Linked DNA regions of Mus musculus: region 2 is linked to region 1. A link is a contact called in public Micro-C data. All regions are on one chromosome and are shown on one strand. Each heading gives the region's core, a stretch centred on a gene start, on an enhancer-like site or on the middle of the called end of the contact. The rest is flanking DNA. Distances are from core to core; before and after follow the strand shown.

Region 1 (2,971 bases), core at 338-2,837:
CATTTGTAGGGTTGTGGAGCTGTGGACTCTGAAGCTCCTTGAGGGCTGGGGTACCCTGGTTGTCTGTGGGCTCCGCCTCACAGACTGCTGGGAGATCATAACCCCTTGGGGACGCCTGGGGCCTCTGGGTTGCTGGGGACTCCAGAGCCTTCTGGATCTCCTGGGATTCCTTGACTGCTGGTGGCTTCCAGGCTGTGGAATCCAGGGCCTCTGGGGGCTCCCAGGATTCCTTGACCATTGGAAGCTCCTGAGGTCCCCAGTACTCCTTGGACTTTGGGGGCAAATGGGGCTCCTTGATCTCTGGGGATCCCCTGAACTCTGTGATGGCTGAGGATTCTCCAGACTCATTGGTCTCTGGGGGCTCCTGGGGCTCCTTGATCTCTGGGGGTTCCCTGAGCTCACTGATGGCTGAGGGTTCCCTGGGCTCTCTGATCTTTGTGGGCTCCCCGGGCTCTGTGGTTGCTGGGGGTTCCCAGGGGTTCTGTGACTCCCTGGCTGCTGGGAACTCTGGGGACTCTGGGGGCTCTTGGGCCTCTGAGGGCTTTCGGAGTGGTTCATGCTCTTTGACTGCTCCGGATTTCTGGAGCTCTGGTATCTGGGCCTGGAGGGCAGCATTTTCTTCCATGAGCCTTTTCACTTGAGCCTGCAGAATTTCATTCTCCAATTTCAGAGTAACATAGGAAGCTGCTAAGTCCTCTACCATCTTTTGAGGAAACGGGCCTGGTTTGGCAACTTGCTACCAAGAGAGATTGAGTAGCTGCTTGTGAGGTCTTTGCTGAAAGCGGCTCACAGGCAGACAGACGTCAGGCTCCGTGACTTTTCCAAGGGGTGGGGATTTGGACCCAGCCAAGGCTGATTATCAAGAGGTCACTGGGAGCCTTAGAGCTCAGCACCGGGAAGTGTGAGACACACTGTGAAGAGAGAGGGAGCTGAGGATCAGAAACTGTGGAAAGCACTCATTCTATATAAATCAACAAAATCTGTCCAACTCTGCTGGCTTTCTTTTACCACAAGCTCATGTTCATGAACTGGAGTATATTTATTTGCCCTGACCTCATGACATTTTACAAGCACATGACCCAGACTGTACATGTCAGTTTGCATTTTTTGAAACTTCACACTATATCAGAAACAATTGCCCCATATGCCTTTGTTTTAAGTCGTTTTTAATTTCTAGTGTCTACCTAATATTTCAATGTAACATTTGGATGTTAGCAGCTGCTTTCAGCGACCAAATCAGATGTTTAGAGCGCTATGGGGATTTTAGGTTTGGGAGGACTAACACAAGAGATATTTTGAGTGACTAGCATAGGAATTGGGGGTGGGGGTGCTCTTTCTCCCACCTCAGAAATCATACCACACAAGTAACCACACACAATCAGACACGGGAGAAAGCAAGCAAAAGTTGAATAAATAAATAAATAAATAAATGAGCATACATATATACATATTAAGCAGGCACATGCATATTATTTATAAAATGCTTCAAAATAGTTAGCAAAATCCTCTTTATAGATGTACATTACCATTTAGAGATGTAGGGCTGGAGCTCTGCTGTCTGCATAGCCATCGCTGAGGAGAGAAGTGTGTGAATGGCTGCGGAGGCTTGCCTTTTCTGCACACACTGAACTCAAACAAACACACCCACTCCCAGAACACGTTCCAACTCTCCTCTGTAACGTAGCTATTTTGAGTATGGAAGAGTGGTTTTTTTTTTCTCTCTCTCTCTCTCTCTTTTGACAGTACCTCACAGTTCCGAGCTAGAAGGAAAGTAGGATGCTGCGCCAATGTGAGGCAGCTTCGTGCACTCAGTCCTTGGTTACTTTAATAAATATTTGGTCAGGAAATTGGGAGTAATACCACTGCCCTTGTGAAAAGTTGCAAACATTTCTGAATGACCGCAGTGGTTTGGGATTTGATTTTTTTATGTCTGTTTCACGTAACTTACCCGTACTCTATCCACACTGAGACGTTTGTTTAATTCTTACTTAGAGAGCAAACTACAGCCCCCTCAGTCCTTCCTCCTGTCTACCTACTCAGTCCCGAGTGTCCCACCTTGAAATACTTTTTTAGAATCTTCACCGTGGACAGATCTAGGAAACTTATAATAGAGTAAGGATGTCAGAGAGGCAAACTTTTGATTGGCTATCTTGTAAAAAGCACTTGGCTGATTGTGAATATACCTGCCCAGGGTTCTTCCGCCCACCTGAGCTGCTCAGGTAGCTCCTGACAGCACATGGATGCCCTACTTTTACTGGTCTCTTTGTTTTCTCATGCCAAATCATAGTTTTATGCTAGGCATAGATCATATGGCCATTTAAAGCAAGGATCAGAAACAACTATTTTAATTGCAGCAATGAGTTATATAAGGCTACTTCAAATCACGCAATTCAGCCATGGTCCCAAGTCTCCTTTAAACATGGTCAGTTCCACTTATTAGCATAGTGGAATAAATCCTGGAGATAGAATAGGCCTAAACCACAGAAAATTGACTGCCTAGGCTAGCTGAATCTGAATACAGAGGCTTTAAGAAGAAAGTAAAATCATGTGCATCTTTAGTTTGTTCTGTACCTATCTTGCAATTATTTTAAAAGTAAAACATACATAAAAATATCACCATTATCAGACAATTTATTCTATTTGTGTAAAAACTTTCAGAAAACTAAAGCATTCTTTCCCATTGAGAAGAAATAAAAAGACATTTAATAATGCCTTCACCAATTAAAAAACAGAGAGATAGTTATAGTTATGACATTTGTTTTATTTTCTTATCATTAATGAGTGGACAGTTTGAGACATAGAATAAACTATTTAAGTTGTCTGATAGCCATACTTATACAACTAACTAGTTTTACTGTTGTGATGTTTATATGTCCCTGACAGTTATTGGGAATTATAAAGCAATCTATACCCAAACTAAGGTTCTTCAAAGTGCTATGTTTTCTAGAATCTTGTTTATATATATATATAT
Region 2 (2,866 bases), core at 206-2,705, 150 kb after region 1:
TCCTCTGAATCCAAATATGTGCATAGCATGGTATGTGTTAAGGTTCTGAAAGAAACACTCTACCTTAAAAGTAAATGACTGCTCTAAACCTAATTCTTCCTATGGTATGCATTTCTGAGTCTACAGCAAACAAAACAAACACACATATAAAGACAAAACCAGCCATTGCATTGAAAGCTAAATTTCCTGCTAAAGAGCTAAATAAATACAGCATTTGACTGAATAGCACAGCACTGAAACTCCATTGGATGGTTCTCAGTAACTGAGATTTAATTAGTATCTAAGGAAACAAGAAATTCCTGTTTGAAAAAAAAAATCAAATGAAACGGAAAAAACAAATTACAATTGCTGTGCACAATTTTCCTGGCATGGTGGCCCCTGAATAAATGTGGTGCTATGACCCAGACCTCTTTCCTCCTTATGTGTGTCTGCTTCTCTTTCCTTCCTCTCAGTGAATATAGTTTAAATAAAGAAACATCTGCTGCACTCTGAAGCAGGGAGGCCAGCTTTTAACAGACAAAGGAGAAAAAAAAATTAAGCACTTGCACAGATGTGTACAGTACAGCTTGCACGGTCTTTGCCAGATCCAACCAGTCAACTGATGTTAGGCACTCTCTGAAAGAAGCAACTTACATCTTCTCTCACTAATTGAGAAAGTACGAGGAGAGTTACTTTGTAGTAAAGGTATTGATCTTTGGCATAGAAAAGAGTGGGTTTCTGAAGAATTGTTTTATGTATAAAGACTTTGTAACTACCATGTATTGAGCACTGATTAGATATTGTTCTAAATATACCACACAATGATGACATTTCATTCTTATAGGGCCATAATATGAAGATGTTACTGGGCTGATTTTAAACCTTGGAAAATGAAGCTAAAAGAAGTTACATCTCCTTCCCAGTGTGCCACCCTTAGAAGTCAGAAATCTGCTAAACAAACTTGCTATTCCAAAGTTTTACTATTCCACTTAGCACATCACTTTAGGAATAATAATTTTTGATAATTCAAATGTCCTTAAATCAAATATTATTATTTATGCTACCAACTTCCTTAAAATACCTTTTCTATTTATTTATTTATTTATTTATTGAAAATAATTGTGGAGACTTCCTCTTAGGACCAGATCATTTAAACCCAATTATCTTCTTATTTTTGCAAAATAGAATTAAAAATCTTAGGAATTTCCCTAAAGACAACCAGAAGATGACTCTAAAAGGTGTTTAGAAAGACCAAAACTAGTTTAGAATACTATTATTTAGTAGCGAATTAGCCCAATGTTATCTTACAACATAGAAACAGAACGGAAAAAAAAAAAAAGCCACAGTGGGCCCAGTGCTTTCCTTTATCAAGCCAGAATCTGGGTGGTATTTGGGCAGGCCTTAGCATGCTCAGGAGAAATGTCTCTACAAGCCTTGCCTTTCGGCTGGGCTACCATTTGATATGTAATTTTTGCTATGCTGGAGACTTTCTTACCCAATAGAAAGAGAATTACAATGACAAAGGCGCCTGGCAAATTGGAGACCCAGCTACAGGGGGGCGCCTCTGAGCAGGAAGAATTCAGCAGAGACTGAATTCCTGAATCTAGAGACAAAGGAGCTAGCTATAAGCAATGAAATTGTTGGGAGGGGTTCAGTCATAATATGATTATTGTCTGGCAAGCCACTCTTTCTCCTTTTGGTCATTAACATCTCCTTTCTACCAAAATCATCTTATGAGCTGAATTAGGGGACAGGTATTAAAAAGTGATAAAAATTAAAAATAAAAGAGATAAAAGGATTTACAAACATTCAAAGTTAGTTAAAATAATAGATTAATGTCTAATTAAATAAACTATATATCATACTAAAAATCAAGAAAATCATAACTTTAACTTGAAAAAAAAATACTTATGAACTAACCAGTACCCCGGAGCTCTTGACTCTAGCTGCATATGTATCAAAAGACGGCCTAGTTGGCCATCACTGGAAAGAGAGGCCCATTGGACTTGCAAACTTTATATGCCCCAGTACAGGGGAACGCCAGGGCCAAAAAGTGGGAGTGGGTGGGTAGGGGAGTGGGTGGGAGGGTATGGGGGACTTTTGGGATAGCATTGGAAATGTAAAGAAGGAAAATACCTAATTAAAATATTAAAAAAAAGAAAAATACTGACATCACCACCTAGATGCAGAATTTAGTTGACAATTATATTTAAGTGGGTGCAATAAAAAAAAACTTTCAACAATTGTAATTTATCTTCAAAAAAAATGAAACATATAGAAAATCTCAACAAAAATTTAATGTTGCCACATATTGAGTATGTGTGTACCATTGCAGTGAATCACTTACTACACTTTCATAGTTTTTTTTTAATCTTTCTTCAAGAAAGGCATCTATGGTGCTGGAGAGATGGCTCAGCAATTAAGAGCACTGACTGCTCTTCCACAGGTCCTGAGTTCAATTTCCAACAACCACAAGGTGGCTCACAACCATCTGTAGTGAAATCTGGTGCCCTCTTCTGGTATATTCAAAGACAGCGACAATGTACTCGCAAATAAACAAACAAACAAACAAACAAACAAATAAATCTTTTTTAAAAGCCTCATTAATTGATTTTATTATAATTTAAGTAGGGGAAGGTACATTTACTGTAAGCCTTAATGCATCCCATACAAAGCAGTTTTACTCATTTGAATTACCAGCATGATAATGCTTGATTTTGCCTTCCATGGTGAGCAAAAATATTAAATTACACTAAATAGTGTAAGGAAAATATGTAGGTGTGAAAGTGCCTAGACAACAGTTAAAGGGAACAATGAGACAAGGAGACCAAAGAATGAATTGAGGAGTAATTGAGGAAGCTCAAATCACAAAGTATCTTATTAGGAT

The links. Hi-C and Micro-C count contacts between places; a contact is called where the count stands out from the background.
Region 2: a Micro-C map of embryonic stem cells shows a contact between it and region 1, with 4 times the contacts expected there. The contact joins the enhancer-like site here to the promoter of Rtl3 in region 1. A contact is called at or near these places in 1 of 39 promoter capture datasets (macrophages), 1 of 484 Hi-C or Micro-C datasets (embryonic stem cells), 1 of 115 datasets of contacts at active chromatin or transcription factors (embryonic stem cells) and 3 of 9 other capture datasets (adipose tissue, embryonic stem cells and macrophages).

What each region holds. Positions count from the first base shown.
Region 1 is chrX:106,838,952-106,841,922 of GRCm38.p6, forward strand. It overlaps Rtl3 (retrotransposon Gag like 3), which reads right to left and starts at 1,588. Exons shown (of 2, transcript NM_199468.2): 1 at 1,527-1,588; 2 at 1-911. The coding sequence starts at 703.
Region 2 is chrX:106,986,491-106,989,356 of GRCm38.p6, forward strand. No RefSeq gene overlaps it. Among named protein-coding and RNA genes, the nearest start is that of Lpar4, 67 kb to the left of the region's middle. Within about 2 kb of position 1,456, at least 11 of the 459 cell types and tissues checked have an H3K27ac peak or open chromatin away from gene starts, as enhancers often do. A contact at or near this core is called in embryonic stem cells, where this site is marked.